4 separate regions of the Mus musculus genome follow, and all the other regions are linked to region 3. A link is a contact called in public promoter capture Hi-C data. All regions are on one chromosome and are shown on one strand. The core of a region is the stretch at or near the end of the contact, and the rest is flanking DNA. Distances in the headings are between cores, read along the strand shown.

What was found. Promoter capture Hi-C pulls out the DNA fragments that hold promoters and counts their contacts.
Region 1: a promoter capture Hi-C map of second pharyngeal arch cranial neural crest shows a contact between it and region 3, with 7 times the contacts expected there. The contact joins the enhancer-like site here to the promoter of Rdh14 in region 3. A contact is called at or near these places in 8 of 39 promoter capture datasets (the 3T3-L1 cell line, the C10 cell line, cranial neural crest and 5 more), 1 of 115 datasets of contacts at active chromatin or transcription factors (pro-B cells) and 2 of 9 other capture datasets (embryonic tail and embryonic trunk).
Region 2: a promoter capture Hi-C map of the C10 cell line shows a contact between it and region 3, with 7 times the contacts expected there. The contact joins the enhancer-like site here to the promoter of Rdh14 in region 3. A contact is called at or near these places in 7 of 39 promoter capture datasets (the 3T3-L1 cell line, the C10 cell line, cranial neural crest and 2 more) and 2 of 115 datasets of contacts at active chromatin or transcription factors (embryonic stem cells and stem cell-derived neural progenitor cells).
Region 4: a contact with region 3 is called in a promoter capture Hi-C map of hippocampal neurons, with 9 times the contacts expected there. The contact joins the enhancer-like site here to the promoter of Rdh14 in region 3. A contact is called at or near these places in 12 of 39 promoter capture datasets (the 3T3-L1 cell line, 3T3-L1-derived adipocytes, the C10 cell line and 6 more) and 1 of 115 datasets of contacts at active chromatin or transcription factors (stem cell-derived neural progenitor cells).

What each region holds. Positions count from the first base shown.
Region 1 is chr12:9,336,874-9,340,867 of GRCm38.p6, forward strand. No RefSeq gene overlaps it. Among named protein-coding and RNA genes, the nearest start is that of Gm46323, 33 kb to the right of the region's middle. Within about 2 kb of position 2,233, at least 35 of the 459 cell types and tissues checked have an H3K27ac peak or open chromatin away from gene starts, as enhancers often do. A contact at or near this core is called in second pharyngeal arch cranial neural crest, where this site is marked.
Region 2 is chr12:9,190,120-9,193,948 of GRCm38.p6, forward strand. No RefSeq gene overlaps it. Among named protein-coding and RNA genes, the nearest start is that of Ttc32, 160 kb to the left of the region's middle. Within about 2 kb of position 2,157, at least 4 of the 459 cell types and tissues checked have an H3K27ac peak or open chromatin away from gene starts, as enhancers often do.
Region 3 is chr12:10,388,832-10,392,853 of GRCm38.p6, forward strand. It overlaps Rdh14 (retinol dehydrogenase 14 (all-trans and 9-cis)), which reads left to right and starts at 1,949. Exons shown (of 2, transcript NM_023697.2): 1 at 1,949-2,395. The coding sequence starts at 2,009. Nt5c1b (5'-nucleotidase, cytosolic IB) reads left to right here. Exons shown (of 9, transcript NM_027588.3): 9 at 973-1,343. The coding sequence ends at 1,302.
Region 4 is chr12:9,249,837-9,253,596 of GRCm38.p6, forward strand. No RefSeq gene overlaps it. Among named protein-coding and RNA genes, the nearest start is that of Gm46323, 120 kb to the right of the region's middle. Within about 2 kb of position 2,150, at least 3 of the 459 cell types and tissues checked have an H3K27ac peak or open chromatin away from gene starts, as enhancers often do. A contact at or near this core is called in hippocampal neurons, where this site is marked.

The DNA.
Region 1 (3,994 bases), core at 983-3,482, 1.1 Mb before region 3:
AACATGGTTGTTAATGATGATAAAACAAATCACTTCTGAAGAGTTGATTGCTCCATTGCTCCTTCATCCTCAGTCTCTCCTAGGTGGCAAGACAAAAGCACAATGACTATAAATGTAAACAGTACATATGAAGAAGAGCAAACTGAAGCAGCTACACATCACCTTTTGCCACATTTCTATCAATATAAGATACTTGTTTAAGAAAGCATTTTATTAATAGAGGCAAAAAAGAAGGCCCTTTATGTTTTCACAGGTACTACAGAGAGCTCGGCACTTCCATCCTGCTGGAAAGTCAGAGAAGCTGTCCCTTTTTCCAGGAAGCCACCTTGGACTCACTATTCATCCTAAGCTAGTTTGGATGTTTATCTCTTCTGCTAAAAACAGATGGGCTTGTATCTACCACATACACCAGGCTACTATCCTCTGCCCACATGGTCTCTTGTCTTCTAGATGTGTCTTACTCATCTTTGCATTTTCAATGTCTACCATAATTCCCAGTGTGTTATTTTTTTGCATTAGGAAATATTTCTGAATGAATAGACAAACAGCTATCAGCTCAAACAAGGCTTGGCTTATAAACACAATGAGAATTTAGGAAAATGAGATTCACTTTTGCCATAAAGAGCTTACACATTGCAGACTACAACACAGGCTCCATAATCCTTGAAAACTCTTACATGATTATCCCCATAAAACCCCCACGGGCTAGAAGGGACTCTCATGACCTCAGCCTGGAACAGTTTCCTATCTTCTTTACATGACATCTAGCCTATTTTCATTATGGGAAGGATGACTGTGTTCATGGAAGACAGGAAGGACCAGACGATGGCTCCTTCCCCAGGAAGTCTTCAAAATTCACACTGCCCTTTGGGAGTTCCCACTAGTATATGGAACATAAGGATTCGGTACAATATGGGCATATTTGTACAGTTTTTTTTTTTAAAGATTAAACATGATACAGTACTGGAAGTGAGCACGGAAGATTGAGGCCCTGGGTTTTATGCTTTCCCTTGCTACAGGGGATGGAAGGAATATTGTTTCTCCTTAAAATGATTTATTTAAATGGGTAGGCTAGAATTCTACTTAAAACCCAGTGTCTGAATGCACCTGTTTAAGTCAGCTTCTTGTTCTCTCAGGTATTTAGGCATTGAATTTTCCCCATTAGGGGAGTGATTGACACTGTGGTCCTTACAATAACACATGATTATAACTCTGCAAATGGCAATTACATTCAATGGAAACCAGATGTTGCTTGGAATTCGACTCTTCTGGTTTCTTGGTGAAGTAGATGAATTTGTAAAGTAGAAAACCACAGTCATTACTCAGATGGACTGTACATGAATTAATGACATAATATCTAAATCATATATGGTTGAAAATAATGATTAACTTAAACTATCAAGATAAGCTAATGAAAAACAGACCCTTAAAAATTAAAGATGTGTTTTCTTCAATGTATTTTATTCATATGCTAATCATAAAACTACCCTGGTTTTGGTGTCTCTTCAGTCCTGAATAGAAAAAAGAACTTGTTTAAAAAAGAAGTCTTTTTTGGTGGTTCCCCTGTGGGAGGAGGTGGACAACTGTGATGGTTTTTCTTGGCTAGTGAATTTTTCTAGAGTCTGAAATCAATCTTTTAAAAATATATTGTTGTTAAGGACAGTTAGCAGTGTTTTATGCTGAATTACACACGTTATATTGCTAAGGACATATTCGGCATCCGAGGGACTGGCTTTTCATGTATGTACAAAGCATATCCGTTCACATACAACTTCTTTCTCTCTCCTGAGCCTGCAAACAAAGCACACATGCACACATTCATAGGTGCACAGACTCTCCTTCTCCCTGTCTCTCTCTTATCTTACACACACACACACACACACACACACACACCACTCAGTGATGCCTCCAGCCAAGAAGGCAAATTGGCATTTCAAATCCACCCACACTACCATTTCAAAAGCTCACAGCCTTGGGTTAGCACCCTCTGAGGTGGTTGAGTTTGCAAACCTTGGCCCATCATTTCCACTGTCATGAATTCTCAATGACATCATCACTGTAAAATTAGGAACTCTCTTTCTTTTCCTGCAGATGTGAAAGCTTGACATTGCATTCCATGGTCCCGTGCCACATTTCATCAGCGTTCTTCCTTCGCTTTCTCCAAAGCCCGTGGCCGCATGTGGTGTGTAGATTGCCAGTGCTGTTTGGGATCTCATATCAAATGCTGCTACTTAATCCCAGGCGGCCTTCCCCAAGCCCACACCTGCAGCTCATTGAATCCTCCTGGAGTACAAAGGGCTGATTTACAGCACGAAGGATCCAGGCACTGGTTGCAGCTGGAGCTCCAGCAGGAAAAGGAAGTTGTTCATCATCTTGTGTGCATTTCATTAACAATAGTGTACCCGATATGTAGCTCATAGAATAATTTCAAGTCACTGACAGAGAGCATTATGGCATTTGGCATTACTAGGAAAAAATACTTCAGGATGGGCAAATTAAACGTGAGCGCGAGGTTTCCATGAGACCCCCTGGAACCGCATTCACTACTGTCTGATTCTTTGGGCTTTACCCCGCTTCTCATTCTTTCCCTTTGTCGTTGGAGCAGTCTTAGGGTTCAACTGGGATATTGCTAGCTTTCTGCTTTGTTTTAGGTATTAACAACCAGGAGCTTCGAGCGAGCTATGCTAAGCCAACCACTTGATGTATGTTTATTTGTTGGGGTGGCAGTTGCCGTGGCCGAATGAGACATGCAGTATGTATATTTCTCTTCTGAGAGTTCACCTCCATGTGTGTTAGTGAGTCCCAGTCTGATGCTGGCGATGAGGAGTGAGGATGGTGGAGACAAAGAAGGTACAGATGCCAAGAGATTATCGTATGGCTGAGCTTCCTCTCTCAGCTCTTAGGCCTGTCTTCTCTGCAGCCCAGTATCAGCCTCCAAAGAGGGGATCCCTATCCACCAAGGGGCTGGCTGTCCAGTTCTCTGCAACTCCACTTGTTCTACGGGAGTATCTTGCAGTTGAAGGATCTATTAAGGAGACCGAAGGCCTAAACCTAAGCTTACTTCAGAACAAAATCACTTCAGAAGTGGTGCAGGATGCTCACTGCATTTGGGTCAATGCCCTGCACGATGGTTGAGTGATGCACAGAATAGAAAGGCAAAGATGGATTTATGGTGGCTGTTGGCACTTTATTTCTAGAGGACAAAATCAATAAAAATCGCCCTGCTTGAGGGAGAAGGCTCAGGGAGGCAGAAGCAAATTTCTTTTCACTTTGTAATGGTAAACAAACCGGGCTCAGAGCAGTATCTGATGTGGCTGCACAGAGCCTGGTTTCCAGTTTCTCTTGATGTGTCAAATGTATCCCTTATGTGAATCATGGTTTAAAAATACTTGTATGCAGTGGGTTTGGGAAATCAATAAGCTTTTATGATGCTCTCCTTGCTTCACATAATTTCTGATTTCAAAAGAAAGCCTGTGTATTCCTTTAAGTTGTTTATATATTATGTGTTTCAAAACTAACAGCTCTTCCAAGAGTTTCCCCAGGATTGTTAGAGTTTTTTTTTTCCCCTTGTTCTCCTCTCTTGCTTGCTTGCTTTCCCTTTCTTGTCAGTAATGCTAATGAGTTCGAAACTTACACATAAATTGAAGCAGGATTTATAAAATGCAATAAAAAAACTTCTAGGCAAGAAAGATAAATATAACAATCCATGAGACCATGTCAGCCTTTTCCAACATTGGAAAGACTACAGACAGGGACATTAACGAATGACCAGGCTGTGTGGCGTTTCTCAGGTTAGGAGCTGAGGCTCCCAGCAAGCAGCCTTACGAAGAGCTGTCCTGCCTTCCTTGATTTCTCTGAAATTCAAATCTAATTGCAGATTGGAACCTATCCATCCGCTCAGTCTGTAAAAATAATTTTCCCTAAATATTTACCCAAAGTGCATTATTGCTTATACAGTTGTGAAAAGCATTTAGCACTTTATAATCCTCTATTT
Region 2 (3,829 bases), core at 907-3,406, 1.2 Mb before region 3:
CTGCTCTCCGAGGGATGTGGGACAGAAGATGGTTCTCTTACCTACTTTGGAGGTCAGAGCCCAACCTGGTGGGCACCTCTCCTCTTTCAGGGAAGGTGCCAGGATGTCTGGAGCCCGAATCGGGCTCTTTCCCAGAAGCTGTGTTTCTTCTGCAGTCTGCTCACTCACCCTTTTCAGTCCCTGCTCATGCCTTGTTTCTTAACCTGTAACATGTTTGCAAGATTTCACAAGTTACCATACAGAAGTGACTGGCAGCCAGTGGGATTGTATGCGGCAGCCACTTTAATCTGCCTTCCTTCCTCAGTGCCGTCACATCTTCCTCTCAGCTCCAGGAGAAGGGTCCTGGATGGCATGACAACATGTTGAGAGCCTTGTGACAACACATGAGTGTGAAGACCAGAGCCTTTCAGAAAACACCCTCATGGCTTATCACCTTGCAGAGTTTAGAGAAATTTCTAGGAACCTCTGTGATAAGAGGGCTAGATCCACAGAGGTTCCTAGAAATGGCTCTAAACTAGGAACCTCTGTGAATCTAGCCCTTTCTAGACTTGGGCTGGAGAGATGGCTTAGTGGTTAAAGAGAACTGACTGCTCTTCTGAAGGTCCTGAGTTCAAATCCTAGCAACCACATGGTGGCTCACAACCATCGGTAATGAGATCCGATGCCCTCTGTGTGTCTAAAAACAGCTACATATAATAAATAAATAAACCCTTTTTAAAAATATGAGGGCTAGATTCCTAAGGGATCACCTGAAGAGACACTTGGTGCTTCAGTAGCTGAAGGACCTGGGAGGTGGGGAGTCAGCATGCCTCTGTGTAGGAGAGAACCTGAGGGAGGACTAAACCTGTGTCCCACAGCAGGGCTTTACCAAGACCATATTCTCCCTGAAGTCCTGGGAGGCAGGTGCTGTCCTCACTAAACTTTGTCTCATACCATGCACTTTATCCAACTCACCACTGCGGGAGATTCAAGAGCTCTCTCTGACTTTAGGTTCAGTGAGTTCTACACTCTAGTACCCTCACTCCAGCATGTGACAAGGACTTATTTACCACTCAGCTTCCTTATCTGTAATATGGGTGGAATAGAACTTTGGGTATTGTAGGGGTTTTCTGAAGATCAATTCACGTGCTATTTGTAAAGTGTGTCAAACATAGTGGATCCTAAGTAGAGGCATATTTTTCTCTGACGGAGGTTCTCCAGGTGTGGCCCTCAAACTCCCCGTTACACAAGAACTTCATAAGCATGAAAATACTTCAGCACCATCAATGGAAGCTACTGATTTTGATTTTACTGAATATAAAGTCTGAGGTAGGGCAGCAGTCTGCTCTCCCAAGCCCTCCCAGCTTTTTAGATGCACACTCTCAGATGAGACTCACTAATGGAACCCAGACCTAGCCAGCTCCGATACATCCGTATGACTGCTCTGCACAAAGCTGGGGACAGTCAGTGCTGGGTACCTGAGCTCCCCTCTTCCCTCCTACCCGGCCAAAGCAAGGCCCAGTGGCTTTCCAGAAGAGGCTAATGCTACTGCAGACCTCCTGGAGGTGAAAGGGCCTTGTTCCCCTAGAGGATAGACACATTATAATGGCTTCATTTGATTAAAAGGGGATGTTGATCATTAGTTATGACTTAAATTTCTTCTCTTCCCGGCAATCATTCAAACTGTTCCCAGATGCGGGGAGAACTGTTGGTTACCTGTGAATACAACATCCTTTTATAACAAGGCTGCCCATGCTAATGGAGACTTCCAGACACTGGCTGGGGACCTCCCCACCCCCTCCTCGCATGCTCAGGGTTTGATGGAGTGAATGACTGAAGGGAAACATATGCATTCCAGATTGGTGCTGGGTTTGGAGCGTCAGCCTGCTCCTGCAGGCTGCCAAGGGGTGGTGGGGGAGTCCCTTGAGGATTTGTTGTTCCCATGGGGCTGGTTATTGACTTTTAGAGGCAAGTAGCCGCCCCAATTTCAGTTAGCACAGTTGTATGTTACTGCATAATTAGGAAGAAAGGGGGTGGAGGGAAGGCCTTGATGGGAAGAAAGGGGAAGGGATGGCCAAATGCAAATAGTTTGAATATTTTTGTCGAAGGAGCCCAGGGCAACAGTGGCCAAGGTCAAATGTTCAGCTCTTGGAAACAGTGGATAGGCTCAGAGGCCACTGGAAGAGGGAAGCAGGCCAGGAGGAGAAGGATTCGGGGCTCCAGACTTAGTTGAGTTTAGACGATTCTAGATTACTAGCCAAGTTGTTCCAAGATGAGTTTAGTTTGGGAAACAGTGAATGACCTTTGCCCCACAGTGCTCAAGCTTAAGTGGGGAATCCTCAGGTGGGTGGGCAGGGCCTCTCAAAGCTTCCTGACACTGGGGTGTGGATGCAGCACCGTGGACTTTGGGTAATTTAGCCTTGGAAAGGAACCTGGAAGATAGGACATGGATATGATTGAGGATTTTGGAATTTGCATCTGGGTATCTTCTGGGTGAGGTAGGAACTGGGACCTGGATGTAGGGAACCTAAGCTCACTCTCAAGCTTGAGGCTGCTGCATTTCTGTACTTGGAGCTAATGAATCCAATGTCATTTGATGGCTGAGGCTAAAGTAATATCAGACCCCAGAACTTGGGTGAAAGCTTGACATTCACCTGACCTCAGTGGAAGGAGTGGTGGAGAAGGGTTGGCAGGGGCTGGGGGACATAGACCAGATGGAGGAAGAGACAGGACAAGGGAAGGGTTAACCTTGTAAATGTCTTTTTTGTGATAATGCTAGGAAGGTCTTGGAGACGTTGTTTAAACATCAAGTCCTGATCTGAGTCAGGAGCCTTAGTTTTTAATACCAGCCTTGTCTTTGGCAGTGTCCATGGATGCCACCCTGCCATGTTGGGCTGTCAGTATCACAGAGAGGTGTGAATGAATGCTCTTTAGAACTCCCATAGTATAGAAGGTAGAACTCTTAATATGTTTTCTCCTTGATCTCAATGCTTTCTTCTCCCTTGGTAGGAAGGATATTTAGAATAAAGGCATCAGGACAGAATATGTCTATCAGCCTACAGTTTGTGTCTGCCATGTCACTGGCTTCCTTGGAAAAACCTCCAGGGAGGAGAGGCTCTTAAAGCATATGTAATCAGGGCTAGTGTAAACCTCTTTTGGATGGGTTTCTTTCCAGAACACCCTTCCTCCTCTTCTGCAATCGATTCTAGAAGGAAGGTGGGCTCCTGGGGGAAGGCTGAGTTTCTTATTATTGCTGTTTTGACAGATTGCCACACATGATAACTGGAAATCATGTAAATTTGTTCTCTCATAGTCTTGGAGGTCAGAAGTGCAAAACAGTCTCATTGGGTGGACGTGAAACTATCAACAGGATACATTCCTTTCAGACACTTCTTAGCTTTGCTGGCTCTCAGAGGCCACTGAAGCTTACTGTCTCATGATCTTGTCCTTCATCTTTACATCACAGATGGAGAGACACACCCTTCTCATAATGTGCTTCTCTTACACTGACTCTCTTGCCTGGCCTACTACATTTAATGACTCTGGTGATGCTCCTGGGACTCTTCAGAAGGACACCCTCATTCTCTTTTAAGGGAAGCTGGTTAGCAATCTCAGTTCCTTCTGCCACCATAATCTCCCTTAGCAACTAATATCATGTAGGTATAGGTTCCAGGCATCCAGATGTGAACCTGCTTTAGAAACCCATGTCCTTCCTACCACAGATGTTAGCTTGTAAAGAGCCCAGATTGCTACCAGATGTGGCAACAGTGGCTTCATTCCTGATGATTGGTTCCTGGGAAGCCAGGATACCTGAAGCACTCTTCTCTCCCTCCTCCATTCTCAGTCTGGG
Region 3 (4,022 bases), core at 699-3,198:
TTTATCCTGATTGTATATTTAACCATGTGTGTGCCCCTGAACACACACACTAAAATAAACATGGTTTTAAAATGGGCCAGTGAGGTGGCTTAGAGGATAAGAGTGCTTGCTTGTCACCAAGCCTGATGACCTGAGTTCCATCTTATTCAGAGAAAATATGAATCATGGAATCTATTTTTAGGCAAAACCTCACTCAGGTAGAGGGGACAGTGAGCAGTATGATGATAATATACTAAATTGTCAAACAGGATTTCCACAAGCATTTCCTTGAGAAGACAGTACTATGCAACAAATGTTGGCCAGCATGCAAATGGCGGCATGCGCATAAAAGACATAAATGAGTATAAAATAGTTAAGCATGGATGTAAACATAAAACAATGGAAAAGACTAAAATAACATAAAAAGAAACAAATATTATGTCTTAATGTAGAAACTATAAAGCTACATAGCGTTAAGACAAGACAGGGTTGGACTCAGGCCAAACAAACAACTAGTTAAACAAAGTGACAGTAATTTCAAAGGTAAAACGTTCCGCTGACAAACAATGTGGTACAATGGTGGTTTTGGTGGTCAACTGAAACACATCTCCCAGTTACCGGGGATAATTTATGCCTATTGCCCTGGAGTACTACTTATAGAACGTTCTTTCACACTTAAAATATGTTTGTCTGGATGAAAAATGATGTGGTTATCCTAGATTTATTCCAGGCATGCAAGGGATGGTTGTGTATCAGGAAATATCTTCACATAAATGTAGAGAGTTTGGCATCGTACTGTCAGCCCAGAATCACTGCATGCCAGTCAGCAACCTGTGGATTTTAAAGTCTTATAAGACCCTGGTTGGTTGGTTGGTTGGTTGGTTGGTTGGTTGGTTGGTTGGTTGGCTGGTTGGTTTGGTTTGGTTTGGTTTTCAGTAATCACTTCTCTTTTGCTCACCCTTGCACAGCTGAGACTTACGTTCTCTTTTCCAGGGTCCTCTTAAAAGCTTTCTGGAAGATTTAGGGAAACTGCAGAAAAAATTCTATGCCAAAGACGAACGATTGCTTTGCCCCATCAGGACCTACCTGGTTACAGCTCGTAGTGCAGCGAGTTCAGGTGCCCGTGTGCTGAAGACCCTTCGCCGATGGGGTCTAGAGATAGATGAAGCTCTTTTCCTGGCTGGAGCCCCTAAAGGTCCCATCTTAGTGAAGATTCGGCCCCACATCTTCTTCGACGACCAAATGTTCCACATTGAATCAGCACAGAAATTTGGTACCATCACGGCCCATGTGCCTTATGGCATTGCTCAAAAACGCAACTAGGGATGGGGAGGAAAAATAAACAGTCTGGTATTACAAACGGCATGTGTTTTGCATGGCTAGAGTGACTAGTTATTTCTGAGAATTTGACCACAAAACTTAGCTCCTTTGGTGTTTTTCTTTGCTTTTTGGAAAAAATTTTGAACTTTCAAGCTACAGTCAAGCATTCTACTTTTTTAAAGCTAAGGATGTTGGATATCATTGCATCTATCTATAAGTTGTAATGGGTGGCTCTTTAGACAAGTTTAGAACTTTGACACTTAAGTTGTTTCACAAGAAGCTTAATTAATTTTCAAAAAGCATTGCTCACTTTTAGTGTTAGTCAAATGAATGAATCTCTATATGCAGCATCACCTAGAAAAGGTATATTCAGGGTGGAATGAGTCTGATCAATAATACTGCTGATAACTGGGGCTGTGTCTTTTGTTATCCTTGTGTGGCAAGAATTTTACCAAGAAATGTCATTTTGTCTATAGGCATATAACCAATTCTAACACTGTCCACTTCTAAATAAATCCGCTGGGGCTTTCATGTGTACTTCCTGAACGCTAAGTCAAGTCAGCCTTAGGAGCAAAACTACAAGTCCCAGAAAGCCCCGCGCGCAGTAGCCCAGGACAGCAGGCGGCGCCCCAGAGTCCTTCGCGTGTAGGTGGCCCCATAGCACTCCGGAACCTGTGCGCTAGGCCCAGTGCACCGGGCCCGGAAGGTTATGGCAGTGGCTAGTGTGGCCGCAGCGCTCCTGGCCGCACTGGGCGGGGCGCTGTGGCTGGCGGCCCGGCGGTTCTCTGGGCCAAGAAACCAGCGGCAGCAGGGAGGCGGGGACCCGGGCCTCATGCACGGGAAGACAGTGCTGATCACCGGAGCAAACAGCGGCCTGGGCCGTGCCACCGCGGCGGAGCTGCTCCGCCTGGGGGCGCGGGTCATCATGGGATGTCGGGACCGCGCTCGAGCAGAGGAGGCGGCCGGTCAGCTCAGGCAGGAGCTCTGTCAGGCTGGGGGCGCCGGGCCCGACGGCACCGATGGCCAGCTGGTCGTTAAGGAGCTGGACCTTGCCTCGCTGCGCTCAGTGCGAGCTTTCTGCCAAGAACTGCTACAGGTGTGGGTCGAATGGAGCTCGCCACCCTCGGGGAGGGCCCTCTGAAACCTGGTGTGACCTTGAGGGTGGCCATGACCAAACCGGAAAGGCTCCTGCCTGCCTTGGACCCGGCTAGGAGGAGGGGCAGGTCTGAGAAGGAATTCCTGGGAGGTCCTAAGGAGAAGTGCATAAATAAGCCAGTGTCTGGACATTTGGTTTTGTTAGGCTAGGACAGTCACCAGCTGATCTTTGAGTTGTTTTCCCCCTGTCAGAAGTGAAATGTGTGCCAAATCTTACAGTGTCACAAGGCCTGTGAGCACCACAGGAGAAAAGCTAGCCAAAAACTTTCATTAGACCCTTCTTAAAACTTTTCTTTCTGTTTTTTTCCCCTCGTTACCTGGTTTTGTTTGTTTGTTTGTTTTTTCTTTTTTTGTTTTGTTTTGTCCTGCTGAAGTAGGAGGGGGTGTCACTTGCTGACACCCTGCATCATCCCTAAACTTGGAATCCCATTAAGTGTCTGAAAAGGGACAGGAATAAAAATAATTTAATGCTTAGCTTTATGGAAGGTTTTATACATGCCAGGGGATGTGCTAAGGACATTTTTAATATCTTTGGCTATTATCAGATCTTGTAAAGCAAGCAATAATATCTCTACTTCATGATAGGGAACTGAGGCATAGGAAGGCTAAGTGACGTGTCTGTCTTCAGAGTCCTTGCTTTAATCTCCTGTTGTGCATTCCTAGTACTTGAAGGCTGAGGTGTGTGATTTCCTTGGGTGTACAGTAAATATTCTACCGAAGTAGAAAGGCTGTGGCCAAAGTGACTTGCCACAGGTAGATCTAAAGGCAGACACAGGAGGGTGCTTGTCTCTTCTGAAATCTCTTGAATCTAAGGCAGACATTCTAAATGGCCTGTTTTTCTTTTCCGTGATGTACTTAGACCAAAAGAAATATCTGTAAGTTCATTTGTTAACATTTAGATATTTAACTCTGACAATTCTTATTAGTGGGACTGTGGCATGTTGGACACTATACTAACTTTTCCAACCTCCAAGTTAGATGGACACAGCCACCTTCATTCTTGTTCAACATAGACTTCTTTTTTTTTTTTAACTTTTCACTTGCACTGAAAACAGTAGCTAATAACTACTAATAACTGCTAAAAGCACAACTGTACAAAGAAACCATCTCATCAGAAGAGAGACCATATTGAACCACTTGGAGTAGTAGTTATTGAGATAATGAGTAGAGTGTCACTCTTTTGCTCAAACTTTAAGCCATTGTACAAGATACTCCTGTTGTGTTCTGGGACATCATGTTGCTTATTAAGAGCCAGGTAGATAGAGAAGTTGGTATTTTGTTTTGTTGTTAGCATTCCATTTGCATGTAGTAGATCAAGTAATAGTGCTTGTCTCTGGGAGATTTTTGAAAGCATAGGAAGCAAGTTTTCCTGTCTCACTAATGTGTAAATAGAATTGACCATGCTCATTTTTGATACCATTGTTGCTTTGGTGTCTTGAGGTAAAACCAATTAAAAAAAAAAAAGTATGAATACAAAGAGGTACCTAAGTAGTACTGTCCTTTTGTTGCTTGGCTCTGAGGTTCAGTGTTTATAATTAGAAGAAAAGAGAAATAGAAGTTTTAACATT
Region 4 (3,760 bases), core at 900-3,399, 1.1 Mb before region 3:
ACAATGTATTTCAGGCCAGGGAGGGAAGAGAAGAGAGCTGTATGTACGATGGTGTCTTTTGGCTACTCATGTGAGCAGGATCTAGTTCTGCCATTGTGGGTTGTCCTATGTACTACATCAGAACTGTTCCTTATAGAACTGTGCCTGTCATTGGTCCTCCTAGACTGTCTCTTCTTGCTAGTCTTTGCCTATGGTAAATGTCTCGACAATAGTTTTTCAGAGACTCCTTCTACCACGGGACTTGAATCTGGAGCCATCTTTGTAGGTAAATGATTAGCAGTACTCTGTTATGTTGGAGTTTAAAAAGAAAAAAAAAAGCAAAGTGCAGTCACAAACACCTTTTCAGGACATTAAAAAACATGAGCCCTGGAAGGAAAACAAAGTGCCACTTCTGAGGTTCCTTTCTATCTTCTCAATCAGGGTCAAATTCAGTCTCATTCCCTTGGTTTTCAGGGGATTTTGTCTCCTTCTATCTAACAAAGAGGACCCCGAGTTGTCCCCATCCCTGAACATGGGAAATGGGAAATCCTCTCTTTGTGTCCAGGTGACTTGAAAGGGGGGAACCTTGGAAAGAACATAGTTCAGTTATGGAAGTGACAATGACCTTGAAGCCTATGGTGTTTGAATCTTAGAGATGATGACAGTGGCTAAGAGAATCCGAGACATGTAGGGAAGTATCATGATTTGATCTGGTTCTTGTATATGGGTTGTGGAAATGGATGGTGTCTCTCTTGGGCTGAAGTCATTATGTGTGACAATGTCATCTCGGAGACTGAAGCTACATATGAGCCACTTACAATCTTCTTTTGAGTGAGGGGCCTCAGCATCTTCCCCAGGTTTCTGGTCTGGAATAATTATACTTATAAGCAGCAAGCTATTTTTTTTCTTTGTTAATTCTCTTTGAGTACATTCATCCAGTGACAGACATGGATCCTGACCAATTACAAATTCAAGTTCTGTAGATTCAATGCTGGGCCTGAGACTCCCAACCCTCCCTGGAGTGACTTTTGCTTTGGAGACAACCTCTGTCTAATTCAAGAGCCTATTTTTAGTAGCCAAGATGAAATTTAAATCAAGATATTTATTTTATGTTTTAGGTGTATGAGTGTTTTGCCTGCATGTATGTATGTTATCACATGCATGCTTGGAGCCTGCAGAGGTCAGAAGATGGCATCAAATCTCCTGGAACTGGAGTTATAAATTGTTGTAAACCACTATGTGGATAAAATCTGGGTCCTCTGGAAAAGCAATAAGTGTTCTTAACCCCTGGACTGTTTCTCCAACTGCAGCCAAGATGTCATTTTGATGCATACCTTACTCATGGCTTTAAGTTTTAAACCCTTTCTAGCTTGCTTGCATCATTACATCTCTAACTACATCATTCATATGTAGTCACCTCTCATCCATATACTACACATGGCATGATCTTCTTATCTAAGAGACTTCACAGAGAATCATAAGTCCTCTCCACATCACTCCACAGCATGCATTCTTACACATGGCATGGCACCACAACCGCAACATGTTTACCCATGACATGTTATTTTTCTCCCACTCTTCCTGGGCTGCATACTCCATTGCCATAGGGGCATGAGACAACCACACACTATGTCCTTAAGCTTTGCAGCCATATTTGACCAGCCTTCTTCTGGAGTCAGTGCACCCAAGGTTGGTCCTGCCAAAATTATTGGAAAGGCGATAGTGTGTCTAAAAAGGAATTAAAAGTTAAGTATATATAAAGAGGCAAGGGAGGGTGAGAGAAACAGAAATGATTTGGAAAATATCTCTAGGATTTGAAAACAAATGTATGATATTCGATCCCTTCATGATTCTTTTGTGGCGCTCGTGTTGCTAAATATTGCTTGATGGAGAAAATATTTGGCAAGAACTGTGAGTTTTATTTAGAGTTTTGGGGGAGTCGGGGGGAAGCTTCTGAACAAGGAGTGAGCTGGCGTGGCCAGGAGAGGAGAGGAGGCTGGGCCTGGAAGGCTTTAGTGGGAATGGGAGACCAGGACCCCAGTCCCAAGAGATCCAGGATGAGTACCAGTCCACTCAAGCAGAAGAGAACCTGACCTTGGCTCAGGCTGGCTCAAGGAACCAGCTTCACTGCGTGCTTTCCCTGATCTCACCTGTAGGTGGCACCTTCCCGCTGACTGTTCTAGCTGCCAAGCAACCACTTCTGACATCCTCCAGAAGGACATTGTGGAGAGTCATGTGGGTACCGGGGTCCTTCTCTATCTCGCTACTGTTGTTTGTTCTGTTCTATTTCATTCTCTTTGTCTTGTTTTTGGTGCTGGGCAAATGAACCCAGGGCTTCCTGTGTGCTAAGCAACTGCTCTAGCATACAAATTCTACTACCCAGATTATAAGTGTGGCTGGTTTTGAAGGCCCAACTCCAAACCTTCTTCAACAACGGACCTGGACCCTTTCCTTGACCCCATGACCACTCTTCAAAGCTCTGTTAACACCAACAACCTCATGGTTTACCAATTCATTATTATATATGCAAATTTGCCACGTTCAACAAGGCAGCTATGATTCTGCTACTTTAGGGTCAAAAATAGCCAACAATAATATGACATTACAGTTGGGAAATGTATCATGTAATAAAATATTATGGTTGGTTGTGGGAGATATTAACGATAATGCATCACAGTTGTAAGATTGTGCAGAAGCAAGATGAAGGGTGTGTGTGTCAGAGAACAAGAATCATCGCAGGAAAGACAGGTGTTATTCTATGTAACAAGAAAAGGGGAGGAAGAGAGAAAACTTGAATTGTGCATCTGGGATAGTGAGTGATGTTACCCCTTTTCTTATGTCATTTCAGATGTGCAGGCATGGGCTCCTAGAGGAAGCACAGCTCTGGCCCCGAGTTCATGGCACTTTTTGGAGCAGATGCAAAGGCCTTCTGACAACTGTAGTTATAACCAGTGCTGGCTGGTGCCAGAAAGCCAGATTGCCATTCCAATGCTATATTGATCCAAAGCAAGGTAGCAGGACTTAGGAGAGACTTTTCTCCAGTCAATTGCCTGGGGATGAGCTTTGCAAGGGCTGAACAATGGCAGGGAGCCCCAGGCTGATCTCTGTAGGTAGTGGCTCTTCTCCTTCCACTCCTACAACAGCTTGGAGTTGAATTAATTGGTGATGGTGGTAAATGCAGTGAGGAGGGAGGCTGGCCTCTTATTGTGACTGCGCCTTCTGTGGCTCAGTTTACCAATCCTTTGACGATCATCCCTTACCATCCGTCTTCCGGGTACCATTCACTGTGTGTATGTGTGCATGTGTGCATGTGTGTGTGTGTGTGTGTGTGTGTGTGTGTGTGTGTCTGTGTATGTTTGTGTATGTGTCTGTGTGAATTAGTGCAAATACCCGATAACTAACTTTTACAATCTTAGTGTCACAGACTTTGGGACTGAGTAATCCTTAGGGTACCCAAGTGCCACCATTTTATTGTCGATGGTGACTTGAGGTATGGCAAGGAGCAAGAACTTGACTAAAGCCATAAGACAAACTGATAGCTGAGATGGGTCTCAGAACCCTCCTGGGACAGGCCAGGATGACTTTGTCTAATTACCCAGATCCATCCCAATTTGAAATCAGAGTCTCTGGCTGCAGCTCCAACAGCATTCCGGAACCGAGCTGTAAATCTGAGCCCTGCAGCCTCTCTGCTCTGACATTTGTTGTGTTTTACTGCCAAATGCTCCTGCTCGGAGATGCCATCTCCGGAGGGAGAAATTCTTGAAAGAGACACCCTTTCCCC